Linked DNA regions of Mus musculus: region 2 is linked to region 1. The links are chromatin contacts, called in public HiChIP or PLAC-seq maps. All regions are on one chromosome and are shown on one strand. The core of a region is the stretch at or near the end of the contact, and the rest is flanking DNA. Distances in the headings are between cores, read along the strand shown. Region 1 has its middle 8.0 kb from the start of Lbr. Region 2 overlaps Fbxo28 (F-box protein 28).

What was found. HiChIP or PLAC-seq counts read pairs in DNA pulled down with a chosen protein or histone mark.
Region 2: an H3K4me3 HiChIP or PLAC-seq map of bone marrow-derived macrophages shows a contact between it and region 1, with 4 times the contacts expected there. The contact joins two enhancer-like sites. A contact is called at or near these places in 6 of 39 promoter capture datasets (3T3-L1-derived adipocytes, the C10 cell line, hippocampal neurons and 2 more), 1 of 15 datasets of contacts at CTCF or cohesin (the NIH/3T3 cell line), 13 of 115 datasets of contacts at active chromatin or transcription factors (the 230-238 cell line, the SCID.adh cell line, bone marrow-derived macrophages and 6 more) and 3 of 9 other capture datasets (adipose tissue, embryonic stem cells and liver).

Annotation. Positions count from the first base shown.
Region 1 is chr1:181,846,840-181,853,863 of GRCm38.p6, reverse strand. No RefSeq gene overlaps it. Among named protein-coding and RNA genes, the nearest start is that of Lbr, 8.0 kb to the right of the region's middle. Within about 2 kb of position 1,288, at least 174 of the 459 cell types and tissues checked have an H3K27ac peak or open chromatin away from gene starts, as enhancers often do. A contact at or near this core is called in bone marrow-derived macrophages, where this site is marked.
Region 2 is chr1:182,321,226-182,328,674 of GRCm38.p6, reverse strand. It overlaps Fbxo28 (F-box protein 28), which reads left to right. Exons shown (of 5, transcript NM_175127.2): 3 at 2,283-2,421. Among named protein-coding and RNA genes, the nearest start is that of Fbxo28, 17 kb to the left of the region's middle. Within about 2 kb of position 2,639, at least 17 of the 459 cell types and tissues checked have an H3K27ac peak or open chromatin away from gene starts, as enhancers often do. A contact at or near this core is called in bone marrow-derived macrophages, where this site is marked.

The DNA of each region.
Region 1 (7,024 bases), core at 39-2,538:
AATATGGCCGGTATCCAAAGTGGGGGGCCAGGCAGAAAGAGACAGGCAGGCAGGCAGGCAGACAGACAGACAGAGACAGGCAGAATGAAGACCCAGTTGAACTGCTTGGCAAGCTCATGGGGGGGGGGGGTGCGCGCACGCGCGCGTGGTGTGTGTAATTCTGGGAAGAAAAAAAATATACAGCCCCTCATTATTTCCTCAAAGGAAACACTTCTGCCTAGCTCTTTTGCACGCCGTAAGGTGAGCTCACCTTCCCAAGGGTGGTCCCTTAGTGCTGTGATTGTGTGAGTGACCTGGCCCGGCTGGAATGTTAAGTCTTTCTCCAGTCAAGTATTCTGGTCTCTCAGTCCGGAGGAGCTTTTCCGGGTTGCTGGCCTCCCTTCTTTGGTTGACTGGCTTTCCTTGCAGCTAGAACCTGTCCTGGGTCGTCGGCCTTTTCAAGAAGTGATTTAAGGAAGCTGGGCGTGACAGTAGCACCCATCTGTCTGTCAGATGGGACCCTCGGGTGGCCTCCAGCCCCACTCGGGGGCCAGGAGAGGGGCAGGAGCTAAATCCACACCTCATTGCTTTCAACTGTCCTGCCAAGGAACGAAGGGCCTCCCATCTCTGCACCCTCTTGGGGAAACTGGGCGTGGCTGGCTCCACAGGTGTATCCGGTGCTCAGCTGCTCGGTTACTCTGCCTCAGGGAAGGCAAGAGGCAGCTGCAGAGACAGCATCACATGGACATACCTAACGTGCTGACTTGTCTCCACAGCATCATTCACCCTCAGGGTAATCTGTCTCTGTCCCCCCCTCTCCCCTCTTCCCTTCCCCCCCTCCTCCCCTCTCCCTCTCTCTCCCCCTCTCTCTCCCGCTCCCCCATCCCCATTATGAAGCCCTCCCTGGTCTAGGATTTACGCTGTGGATCTTTTTATTGGAAAGATACAGGACCGGAGGAACTACTGCCTGCCTGCAGTCAGCTTGAAGTGGGAGCCTAACATAGATATCACAAGGATATGACAATCCAAGTCCTCCTTACACAGATGTCCTTGCTCTGGTCACTAGGTCTCAGCTGTGTGGTATCTGCATCGTGTTGGATCTGGACCCCGCCCCCTCCGTTTAAGGATGGGGTCTCCTGGTCCTGCTCCACCGACCAGGACCGACCGTGATCAAGCTTGTTGTTTCCCTCTTCCTTCCTATTCGGGAACTTGAAACAGGGGGGAAAAGTTTCTTCTCTCTGAGCTCTTTCTCGGGTACACAATGAACGGAAGAGCCCAGTCCTTTGGACTTTCGGTTTCACCTGCTTCCAGCCAGCAGTCTAGCAGGCCTGACTTCTGCAGCCAGCCGGCTATATAGACTTCCGCTTACCAGGCATGTCCGCTGGCTTCCAGCTATTGGAAAAGGTTCTCTCTCCATCTTCTCAGACTGTAGACTGTACATTGCTCTTTCTTTGAAGCAATCTAAGCAACCACCCTGCAATGGTAGCTGGTTGAGGCATAGCCTGAAGGGGTCCCTGGGGTGTCAACCAATGACACTTTGACAGAACTTCTAACATCGGACATTGAGCCTTTTAAAATGGCTTAAGTCTTAGCTACAGGCAGTGCAATGCGTCATAAGACACCTCCTGAGCTTGAAGCCTGGAGCCTGATAAAGCACATTTATTTCAACATGGGCGAGGGTGGTGATGTGACCCATAGGTGTTGTAAGTCTCATGGCTACACCATGCTCGTCTCTCACCCCTCGAGATCTGAGTCTGCTGTCCACAGTCATCCATATCATAGCCTCGGATTTTGGTCGGAGGATAGTGACCTATCTATGGATAGTGGCTAATTGCACAGGTACAACTTCTATGACCTACCTCGCGTACCTAAAAGCAGGGGTGGGGAGCCATGGTGGCCATGGTTGGGACAAAGAGCTCGCTAAAGTGATTAAAAAACCTTCCTGTCAGCTGTGTCCCTTTACAGCCGTACACAGCTCAAGCACTACAGACACTTTTAGGAGAGTAATTTTAGATTCTAAGATGTTCCAAACACCAAATAGGAAAGATATTTTTCTAACTTGGGCATGTTAAACAGCTCATAGCAGTCCATCCAAAGGAGCTGGGACCATTACCAGGGCAGAGTCATTACACCAGACAGAAGTATTTGCCAGGGACCTGGAACACAGCCTCCTGTCCCTGAGAGGCTGAGGAACCCCAGCCAGCTGGCGCCAACATTTCCAGTCGTCTGCTTGTACTGCAGCCATGTGGATCCTTACTGAAAAGCCTGAGATTTCTCAAAAAGAAAGGGGAAAAAAAAAAAAAACCCAACCAAAAAAAAACCTTAACAGTCTAAAATTTCCTGAAAAGCAGTGCACTTGTGTAGGCCTGGGGGATGCTCAGTCTCCAAACTGCTTGCTTCATAGATGCGAGGACCCCAAGTTCTGATCCCTAGTGCCATGTGAAAAAGCCAGGTCTTGGGCCAGGCGTGGTGGCACATGCCTTTAATCCCAGCACTTGGGAGGCAGAGGCAGGCAGATTTCTGAGTTCCAGGCCAGCCTGCCTGGTCTACAGAGTGAGTCCCAGGACAGCCAGGGCTACACAGAGAAACCCTGTCTCGGAAAAAAACAAAACCAACCAACCAACCAACCAACCAAACAAAAAAGCCAGGTCCCGTGGTGCAAACCTGTAACCCCAGAACTGGGGAGGCAGAGACAGGAGGGTCTCTGGGCTTCCTGACTAATCAGCATGGTGGAAAGGATGAAGGCCATGAGAGACCCTGCCTCAAAGAAACAAAGAGCAAAGACACCTGACAACAACCTCTCGCTTTCCCATGCGTACGCCTTCAAGTGTGTGTTTAATCATGCGTGCACACAAGCACACGCTTATTTCCCCCTCACTAGCCTACACCCGATTTAAAAACGCACAACCACCATAGCCCGGCCTGATGTTTGTTTTAACTTTTTTTTTTTTGAAATGTGTTTTCGAAGTTTTTTTCACTATTCCATTTGTGTTTACAAAATGAGTGCATTAAAGATCTTTTAGTGAGAACTATTAATTGATAAGGAAATACTCTGAAATACATTTGAAGTATCTTGCTTGAGGTGCCCAATGGAAGCAGAGGGTTCAAGTGTCCCTGCCTCCTGAGTGCACCTTCTTTTCATCCTGCAGCTTCATCAATCATGGTCCCTCCGGCTCTGCAGTCATAGCGTCCAGGAATGGAGAGGAAATTACTTCCAGTCATTGCTACTCTTTGCTCTGGTTTGGCAATGGAGTCTTTCCCCAGGGGAATCCCATGTGTTACAGCTTTGGCTCCCAGTTGGTAGTGCTATTAGGAGGGAATAAGATCAGCACTGCTACTGACCCATTCCTCTATATGTGAGGAGAACGCAGCCTTAATGAGCCTAGAACTTTCTGGGCTATTAACAGGCAGAGCCTGGTTGGAGGAAGTAGCTCGCTGGGGGTATCCTTTTGAAGAATCTATCATTATCTGTTTACTTTTAGAAAATTATTGGGCTGGTGAGATGGCTCAGCAGGTAAAAGCACTGACTGCTCTTCCAGAGCTCCTGAATTCAAATCCCAGTTCAAATCACAACCACCTGTAATGAGGTCTGACGCCCTCTTCTGGTGTGTCTGAAGACAGCAAGGTTGTAGTTATTTATAATAATAAATCAATCTTGGGACTAAGCGAGCAAGGCTGAATGGAGTGATCAGAGGTCTTAAATTCAATACCCAACAACCACACGAAGGCTCACAACCATCTCTACAGCTACAGTGTACTCATATACATAAATTAAATAAATAAATCTTTAAAAAATTACACTATTCAACTTTAATCCCAGCATTTGGGAAGCAGAGGCCGGTGGATCTCTGTGAGTTCAAGGCCAGCCTAGTCTACATAGAGAATTCCAAGAAAGCCAGGATGTGTATTAGTGTGAAGGAGTCAGATGCACTGGAATTTGACTTACAGTTGTTGTGAGCTACTCTGTAGGTGGTGCGAATTGAACATGGAAGAGCAGCCAGTGCTCTCAATCACTAAGCCATCTCTCTAGTCCCCTGGCTAACACAATTTAAAATATAGTTGAAGGCTGGAGAGATGGTTACAAGCTCCTGGTCTTCTAGAAGACCCAAATTTTCCGGGCGGTGGTGGCGCACGCCTTTAATCCCAGCACTTGGGAGGCAGAGGCAGGCGGATTTCTGAGTTCGAGGCCAGCCTGGTCTACAAAGTGAGTTCCAGGACATAGAGAAACCCTGTTTCAAAAACAACAACAACAACAACAAAAAGGAAGACCCAAATTCAGTTCCCTGAACTGACATGATGGCTTGAAACCCACTGTTCCAGGGATCTGAGCCCTTCTGATGCACATAGAGGCATTCAGGCAGCACACTCATCTATAGATAAAATAAATCTCTCCAGGGAGGATCACACTTAGATGTCTCGGTCGTTTCTACATTTTAGTGTCTCTTCAGGTACATCGCCAAGGGTTGATAAGATTTTTGTTTTGATTATAGGGTGGCTCTGGAGGTTCTGTGAATGGAATTTCAATCTGATAAGATAAAACCAGGAGCCACAGAGGCTGCCCAGAGGAGTTAGGATGTGTTGTTCACTCATATAAAGGGAGTTTCTGATAAGATTCCTAGAAAATTGCAGGGTTTTAGCTGGGAAAGGAGAAAGGATTTAAGCAAAAGTCACTTGTGGGTGATTCTTGATTCTCAGCAAGTGAGGGGCTCTCCCTTCCCATGGATTCAACATTTTCTCTGTCCTTCCGAGAGTGCGTGTGTGTGTGTGTGTGTGTGTGTGTGTGTGTGTGTGTTCTACCAGAAGCAAAATGTTTTTCTATCCAGTGCCTCGATCCCAACACTCAGGAGGCTAAGGACAGAGGGTGATGAGTGCAGAAGTAACCTGGGTTAGAGAGAAAGTGAGTCCCCACCTCACCAAACAAACGAACGAACGGATGCTACACACAAAAGAGAGACTGGGGGAGTAGGAAGGGGTAAATAGGGGTTTGGAAATATGGGGTAAGTGAAAATTATCAAAATCTAGGAGAGGAGTGGGCTGGCCTTCTTATGAGGGCAGGGAGCTAGGGGGCTCTGTGTTCTAGTGTTTCTGGAACAAACAGCAAGTTTTCCCATGAGCCTCGAGTTTTCTCAGCTTGACGCTTTAAAGGAGGACAAGCTGATTCTATTGATGTGGTCTGGGACCGCTTGCCCAAGCCTGTAAGTCAAGGCTAAGGCCTAGTAAAGAAGAAAGCTCAATCAAGACCCCCAGAGCAAACCAAACAACAGCAAAGATCAAAAACAAAAAAAGAGAGGAGAAAGAAGAAAGGGAAAGGAAGAGAAGTGCTAGGAAGAAAAAAGAGAAAGAGTTGGAGGAAGAGGACAGAAGTTGGAGAGTGCCTGGCTAGAGTGTAGTCAAGGAGAGAATTTTTGTGAGGAGCGCTTTGGGTAGTTAGGGTTGGTATTAGTGAGTTATGAGTGTCAAAGAGGTAAGCAGGAATGTAAGGAATGTATGTTGCTAATCCAGCCTGCTCTGTGTGTTGGCATCAAGACCTCCCAAACCTATGACATCACATAGGCCCTGCAGACCTGTTGCCAAGACAACAGGCACCATATTCCCAGAATTCATTTGGCTCACCTCCCACCTTTACCTGCATTATGTCATTTTCCATATAAATAAGGGGAATGCCTCCCCTCTCTCTGCCCACCCCCCATCTCCCATCTTTCCCAATAAACCCTCTCACATGTGGAACTGTTTGGGCCCAGGGTGCTGTGTTCAGATACCAGCCACTTCTTTAACACATCAGTGTGGAAAGCAAACAGACTGAGAACTTAGCTCAGGCCTTGCTACTCAGGAGGCAGGAGGTTCTCATGTCCAAGGCCAGAACTCATTCCTGGCTACAGAGTGAGTTCCAAGCCAATTTGGGAAACTTAAATACAAGCCTGAGGATGTAGCTTAGTGGTAAATTAATTGTCTAGCAAACCCAAGGTCCTAAATGCAATCTGTCCCTATTATTACCAAATGAAAAGTCAAAACAGACCGAAAGAAGATACACAACCATGCATTTTTTTTTCCTGCTGAAATATTTAGTGCTGTTAATTCAGCAATTTAACTTTCAAATGAATCTATATTGTATTTCAGATATATTTTAAATACAATTTTTTTTTTCCCGAGATATTCACAAAATCTAGTCACTTTATGTGTGTTGTCTTAGTCAGCTTTTAGTTACTGTAACAAACACCTGAGCTCAGTCATCCTGCCAAGAAAGATTTGCTTTGGCTTATGGTTTTAGTTCAGGGCCAGTTGCCCTTGGGCCTGTGGCAAGGCAGTGAACCGGGGATGCTAAGTGTGTGTGGGGCAAAGTTACTCACCTATGTCCTATGGTGAGGAAGTAAAAAAAATTAAAAAAGAGGTGTTCGTGGTGGTGCTCACCTTTAGAAACCTGGCTCCAAAACCAAACCAAATCAAACCAAACCAAACCAAACCAACCAACCAACCAACCAAACAAACAAACAAACAAAAAACCCAAAAGGAAAAAAAATTAAAGAAGAGGAGAAAGAAAGTGTGGTTCCACAGTCTCCTTAAAGTGAACACTTCTATCGCATAGAACTCCTAGACTTGCCAGGTGTTGTGTGAATGTCTTTAATCCTGGCACTTGGGAGACAGAGGACAGCCTGGTCTACAGAGCGAGTCTCAGGACAGTCCTGGTACACAGAGAAACCCTGTCTGAGAAACAAACAAACAAACAAAAAAAAACCAAGCAAACAAACAATAACCAACCAACCAAAACAAAAACAAAAACAAGAAAACCGAATAAAAACTCACAGACTCCATCTCTTAAAGGCTCTCCCCCACCCCCAGTAGCATCTCAAGGTTCTAACACATGGAACTTTGGGGATACTTCCCAAACCACAGCATGTGTGTTATGGATAAAATAGTTCGGGGCCCTCAGATGACCCTTCCCACATAAGTCTAGTGACCCGAGTTGAACTCCTGGAGTTTACATGCATGTGGAAGGAGAAAACGGATTCCACAAAAGTTGTCCTTTTTTTTTCACATGGATGTGCTG
Region 2 (7,449 bases), core at 1,390-3,889, 470 kb before region 1:
TTCAAACAAAAATGAAAGAAAATAGGTGTGTATGTTTGTGGACTGGAAGATTTTATATTGTTAATGTAACAGTGTTCCTCAGGTCTGTCTGTAATACTATACAGTACTGAGCAAGTCTCACCTCTGTATATACATATATTTTAGAATTTGGACAGCTAATCTTAAAGGTATTGTGGAAATATAAGAGACCCAAAATAACTAACACAATTTTGAGTAGTAGTGTTGGAAGACAAATACTTCTGGATTTTAAAACATAGTACTAAGTTGTGGTGGTCAAAGCAGTAGGGTACGAGATCTAATGATAGGTCAGTGGGGTAAAATAGAGAGTCTGGAAATAAACCCTTGTATACTTATTTGGTTTTCAGTAAGGGTGACAAGACAGTTCAGTTGGGGATACAATGATGGTTTTTAAAGATTGGCCAGGCATGGTGATACTCAGCATTTTGGAGACAGAAGCAGGAGAAGCTCTCATGAGTTCAGAGCCAACCTGCCACGTGGTAAACTCTAGGACAGCCAAGATACACAAAGAGACCCTGTCTAAAAATAATAGTAATAGTAGTAGTAGTAGTAATAATAATAATGATAATTGCTTATAGATAAGGGCACTGATGACCTGAATTCTCTCCCTAAGAATCACATGATACAAAGAGAACTAACTGATTCCCACAGGTTGTCCTATGATCTTCATATGTATACACACACAGAGTAAATTTAAAAAAATAAAAATGGAGCTTGAGCAAAACTGTGTGCATATAAAGCTGGCCAGTACCAAACTGTAGAGAAAAGGGACTGTAGCTGACTGTACATGTTCTGAACCCTTAGAGAACATAATGTCACAAGCGTGGCTTGGGCGGCTCGGTACCATGGTACACACCTCTAATTTCAATACTCAAGAAACTGAGACAGGAGAATCAAGCTTGAAGCCTGGCTCCGCTACAAAGCAAGTTTGAAGCTAGCTTGAGCTGTGTGCTGAGACATGTCTCAGAAAGAAGAATGGAACCTGGAAAGGTGACTCAGCAGCTTAGAGCACTTGTTGCCCTGCTAGAACCTAGCAGCCACATGTAGCTCACAACCTTCTGTAACTCTAGTTCCAGGGGATCCAGCACTTCTTCTGACCTCTGTGGGTATCAGGCACCCGCATGGTGCACATAAATACGTGCATATAAAACATTCATACCCATAAAATTAAATGCTTTTGTAAAAGACAAGATGAACAAATAAAGATAGCCAAATTAAAAGTTAAACAGACATTACGTTAAAGCAATTTGCCCTAAGTATGTTTTCAAGAGAAATTAAAATGTGTATGCATACAAACACTTGAAAGCAAGAACTATTTATCCCTCAGTGGAACACTTGACTAGCATGTCCACCTGACATGGTCTCCAGCAGAGCCAAAACACACACTGCACAGATGTTCTTGGATCTTTATTCATAATCAAATGTAGGAAGGACCCAGATGTGTAAAGGGATGACGCCTGTGTATAAGGGGATGCTATTCAGCAGTGACAGGTCAATGCTAGAGCAGAGTGAACTGTGAGCTGTAGCAAGTATGAAAGCCAGGCACAAAGGGCTGCCCGGCACGGTCCTGTTTACTCCAGTGTTCAAAGTAAAGGCACTATAGAATACACAGAAGGACACAGGAGTTGCCAGATGGGCACCTGATGAGTCCAGGCTTCCTTTTCATGGTGATGAAGGTGTGCTGAGTTTAGAGAATGGTGATGGTTGTGCCCCTCTAAATACAGTCTGCTCTGCGTAACTGCATACTAAATAGGGTGTGACGTTGCTACAGTGTATGCACAGCGGCCTCCTAAATAAACATACTGACTTACTGGACCTAGCATAGCCAACAAAAGAAATCTAATGTTCCTGTGTGTGTGTGTCTGTGTGTGTGTGTGTCTGTGTGTGTGTGTGTCTGTGTGTGTGTGTCTGTGTGTGTGTGTGTCTGTGTGTGTGTGTGTCTGTGTGTGTGTGTCTGTGTGTGTGTGTCTGTGTGTGTGTGTGTGGGGGGGTTCAAACCTAGGGCCTCACAGACCCTGGGCAAGTGATCTACCACTGAGCTACACTGCCAGCTTTATCTGTGTCTTCAAAGTGATTTTCTTTTCTACAGATGTCTTGTTGGCAATGGTTCTTGTTAAAGAAACCTGAGCATTACAATTCTGACCTAGTTCCAAATGTCTCAATTAGCATGTTGAAGTTCATCTGTTTATGCTGCTCAGATTAGCTAACAGTTTACCCTTTACTACTGCTTTCATGGTTGCCAGTGACTTTTATTGTTATTTTAGGAGAGAGTCAGAAAGAAGAAACCATTCTTTAGCTCGTCATGCAGACATCCTTGCCGCTGTGGAAACGAGGTTGTCACTGTTGAATATGACCTTCATGAAGTATGTGGATTCCAACCTCTGTTGCTTCATCCCAGGAAAGGTAACCATTGCTGCAGACCCAGCAAGCTGGGCTGCCCAGGAGAGACCAAGTCTCACAAACATTTAAGCGGTGTTTGTGATGTCAGAATTACTTAACCTAAAGGACTTTTTATTGGTGGCTATGTTTAGCTTTTCTGTGCAGTTATTAATATGTATCATTCATGTGATCCCAACATTTAAAATTCTAATTATAGAATGCCAGAAGGAAGTGAAAGTCTTGGTAAGGGTTCATAGTTAAGAAAACATTTTGACCTTTACAGTCAAAATACCAGAATTAGTGCCCTGAGCAAGACATGCTGTGTTGCCTTCAAGATTGTTGCAGTCTGGGGGAAGGTAGGGTGGAGGGTATGCTGGGTTTGATTTTTGTTTGAGAAGTGTTTTGTAATGGTGAGCTTAGAAGTTTTCAAATTTGACCATGTATACTTGTTTTGTGGCGATACACCAGAGCTAAGGAGTCGTCCCCTTTACCGCACTAAGTGTGACACTTAGTAAGTAAGCAGATCCCTCTCCCCCGCCATACTACAACGACCTGAAACTGCTGGAAGCGTCCGTCCTCATTGTTGAATTAAGTGTAGATTCAAGTGACATAGAGAAGCAGTAGAAATGGATTTAAAGATCATTTTGCTTCTCGATAGACACTGGCAAAAGTGCTTTCAGTGCTTGGAACTTATTAATGCCTAATGAGGTTATTTCCATAAACACTTACAGAGGCAATACTGTGTGCATTCTCAATTTGCAATAACATCTTTCTTGGTGGCTTATAATTTTATTTCAAATCTTCCTTGTTATCTCTTTACTTCTTTTTATGACCTACAAATGCCTCTGTAAGCTACTGTAAGATAGCCTCAGGTTCAGATGAATACACCAGATCTTATCTTGTGTGCAGCCCTTAACTCTTTGCGTGCAGCCCAAGGTCCTTTGAGCCTGTGTGCTTGTCCTCCCCAGTAGACAGCCACTCAGGTCTCAGTTTTAGTAATAGAAGCATCTGAGACCCAGCTTCCAGTTTCCTCCCATCAGAGATCGTGCAGCCAGCTGTAACAGAGGGCTCTGTGGCTGCATTGGGTGCCTGCAAAGATGAGGCTTGTGTATGTGGTCTTTGCAATTGTTGCCAGCGTTGGTGTGGGTTCACATGGCTGAAGCAGATGTGTGCGGCCTGAGTGAGCAACTGCAGTGAAGTCCACTTGAGTTCCGCTCCTTTTGGAAACGACTTGTTGGCTCCTCAGTACCAAACCAGTAGGCACTAGTGAACACATCTTCAGGTCTGCAGATGCTCTGAGTCCTCAGCACTGCTAGGCAGCCCTCCTTGACTGGGCCTTCGTTTGTCCGCAGTAGAGCTCACCAGAGAGCGCCTTTCTGTGACCTTCACCTCAGAACATGGACTTCTTCTGTCCCCTCTCTTGCCATTGCTGGACTGTGCTGCGTTTAGGAAGCACACGCTCATTGTCAGAGCACCTTCATATGTGTTTCCTTCCTTGCTTCCCACAGCCACGAATGCTCATGGGCCATTCCTGTTCTGACTCATGGGCAAGAAACCAGAGGCCTAACCTGACTCCACCCGCTGCTTACTTCCAGCCTTCCTCACTACAGGCCCATTGCTGCACAAGGGGTTTTGCTTCCAGCAAATAAGTGCTTGACTGGAAAGAACCAAGAATTTTTATTTTTATTCAGACATATGTTTTATCATACATGGGTTTTTATTTGTTCTTAAAATGACCTTCTATAAAAGCTTATGTTTTATCTAAAACAACAGCATGTACACTCAATAATTGTTTTTTTTAATGTGTTACTGTTACTTTTTATATTTCTTACTAAAATAGCTCATTTAAGCCAGGCATGGTGATATACACCTTTAATCCATCAGTGGTGATGCAGAGGCAGGCAGATCTTTTGAGTTCAAGGACTCAGAAAAGCCCTGCCTTGAAAAACCAAAACAAACAAAAAGCAGTCAAAGAAAAGTAACTTAACAAGCTTAGTAGTATTTAGGTTGTTTCATAGCCATTGTCTTTTTAAGAATTTCTTACTCTCAAGTATAGCCACATATATAGCTCTTCAAAACAACAGAAGAGTGCATTTGATTTCCAGATGCTGCACTCAGCATTACTGTACCAGCCCCTGAGATGAGAAACTTAAAGAGAAAGGGTTCATCCTAACCCATAAATTACAGTTTTCTGCCTGTGCTGCTTGGCTCTGCTGTGTAGTTCAACACTGGGAACATGGGCTGTGGAGACCGTTGTGTGCAGGAAGTGAAGACCATCTTCAGAGAGGGTGAGAGTAGCCACTTCTGGGATGGGTACACATCTAATGAGTGACTTGAGTCACTCCACTGGGCTTCACCTCTTTAAAGGTTTTAGTATTTGTAACACCTAACTGAGGACCAAGCCTTTCGCGGGAGGGCCTCTGGAAGTCACTCTTGATGGAAGCATCAATAAACATTGTAACAAAGCCTCTTCTTAACATGTAATCTTGGCTTAGTATAGGATTTCTTTCCCCCAAGATTACATCCCTTTACATTATTAGAATTATCCATTTCAATGAAAGTAGCTGTCCAGTCAGCACTTTGTTAAGTTGCTGAAGGAAGAGAAGAAGAACTGTTATTTAAATTAGGTTGCCAGGCAGCACAATCTTGGGACTTCAGCACTGAGGAGCTCATGCAAGGCTTAGAAAACATACAGCACTAAGGAGATAAGGGAAGTTATTCATCAAACACATGCTTTACAGGGGAGATGCAGAGCCATTTTCACTATGGAAGATATTTTCTTAAAATTAAAAGAGTTGGAAGGGTGAAGTTGATTTAAAGGACTCCCAAGTGAAAGACAGAGGTGGATAGCATGAAGTTGGGAGTAAGAAGGGTTCTAATGATGACTCACCTGTAGAGTTTAACAGATAAGTGCTCGCCCACAGATGTCTAGAGGCACAAGCGGTCAGTTTCACTACCTTACAGTTTGAACATGTGATAGTGATTCACACTGGGAGTACGCCACACTCTTTAAGCACAGGAGTATTTCAGACAACCTAGTTTATTGCTCAAGGCCTAGGGAGGATTTGGTATGTGGTGTGTTACTGTTAAAAAACCTGCTGGAGGTCTGTTTTCTGCTACATCTCAAAGGAAATATTTGCTTTGTTTTGTTTTTTGTTTTTGTTATTGTTTATTGGGTTTTTGTTGTTGGGTTTTTTTTGGGGGGGTGGGGAGGGGGCTTTCGAGACAGGGTTTCTCTGTGTAGCCCTGGCTGTCCTGGAGCTCACTCTGTAGACCAGGCTGGCCTCGAACTCAGAGATCTGCCTGACTCTACCTCCCGAGTGCTGGGATTAAAGGTGTGAGCCACCACTGCTCAGCGGTTTTTTGGTTTTTGTTTTTGTTTTGTTTTGTTTTGTTTTGTTTTGGATGTAGGCTCTCCAGGTTGACTCTTCATGGTTCCCGTGCTTTGTTGGGGTGCTAGGGTCACAAGTGTGCCCCACCAGACTCCAGACCAGTTTATGAGAGATGATCAGATTGCTCTGAAAATGAACTAAGTTTTTAAAGGGTTTTTGTTTTGTTTTATTTTTGTTTTTGTTTTTGTCTGTTTAATTTAAGACCAAACATGGGACTCATCCCTTTAAATCACAGCTCTTAGGAGGCAAAGGCAAGCAGATTGCTATGAGTTAAAGGTCAACCTAGCCTACATATCAAGTTTCAGGGCAGCCATGGCTATGTAGTGAGACCCTCTCTCAAAACAAATAAATGAATAAATAAAAATTTTTTTAAGATTTTAATTTGTAGGGCTGGAGAAACGGATCAGCTGTGTAACGAGACCCTCTCTCCAACTATGAAGCATATACGCATTCAGTTCCCAGCACCACATGGCAAGTCACAGCTGTCTATAGCTCTGCTTGCAGGGGGTCCAACTCGCTCACACAGGCATGCATGCAGGCAAAACACCAATGCACGTACAATATTTTTAAAATAAATTTTAATTTGTAGAAGTGTTTTGGCTGCATGTATGTGTATACCACATGCATACAGTACTCATATGGAACTGAAGGGGGCATCAGAACCCAAGAATGGGAGCTACAGTCAGGTGGCAGCCACCCTATGGCTGCTGGGAACCAAACCTTGGTCTTCTGCAGGAGCAGAAGTGCTGTTAACTGCTCAGCCGTCTCTCCACCCTGAACGACATTTTGCATGTGGTGAGTGCTGTGCGCTCTGCATGTGCCTCTGCTGCTGCCTGGCTCAGTGGACAAAGCATGCAGCTCTGCCGCATGCTGTCACAGTTTTGGTTTTGCTTGGCTTTCATCATACCCTCTATTTTTTCCTTTTAGACAGAGGAAAAAAAATCATTTGAGATTTTACTGAAAACCTGGATTATCCCATAGCACTAAAATCTCTGTGTAATAAGGTTTAAAAATATGACCTTTCCTAATGGAAACTTATATGCAAAGAGATACTTCGCTGTGTATAGAGGACTGAATAGAATAAAAATGTTTCATAGTTTAGTTTACAAATGTAATTTAATATGATAGCAGTTTTCTTTGGTATGTTATGAAAAACATTAACAATATACATTTGTTTTGGTTGTTGGTTTTTGTTTTTATATTGACAACAGGGTCTCACTGTGTAGCTCTGGCTAGCGTCAAACTCACAAAGATCTGCCTGCCTCTGCATCTGGACTACTGGGATTAAAGCTAGGCCACCATGCCCAGCTTATGTTTGTTTATAAGAGCATACCATAGAATACATGACTAGACTATAGTATCACACTGTTAATTGCCCGTCTTGTTGCCTCTCCATTTATGCCATCTGCCTGTCTGAGCTCCATTTCTTCACTCTTCCTTGTTTTGTTGTATTCATTTATTCATTCATTCATTTGTGCTTTTTCAAACAGGATCTCACTATGTAACTTAGACTGGCCTTAAACTTGTGGTCTTTCTGCTTTAGACCCCTGAACACTGGGCTTTCAGGCTTGGCTACAACGCTGAGCACATTGTTTCTTCAGTCGGGTGTTTTCTCTTGCCTGCTTTCACCTGTTTGCTGGAAGTTTACCTGTTGCTGTTT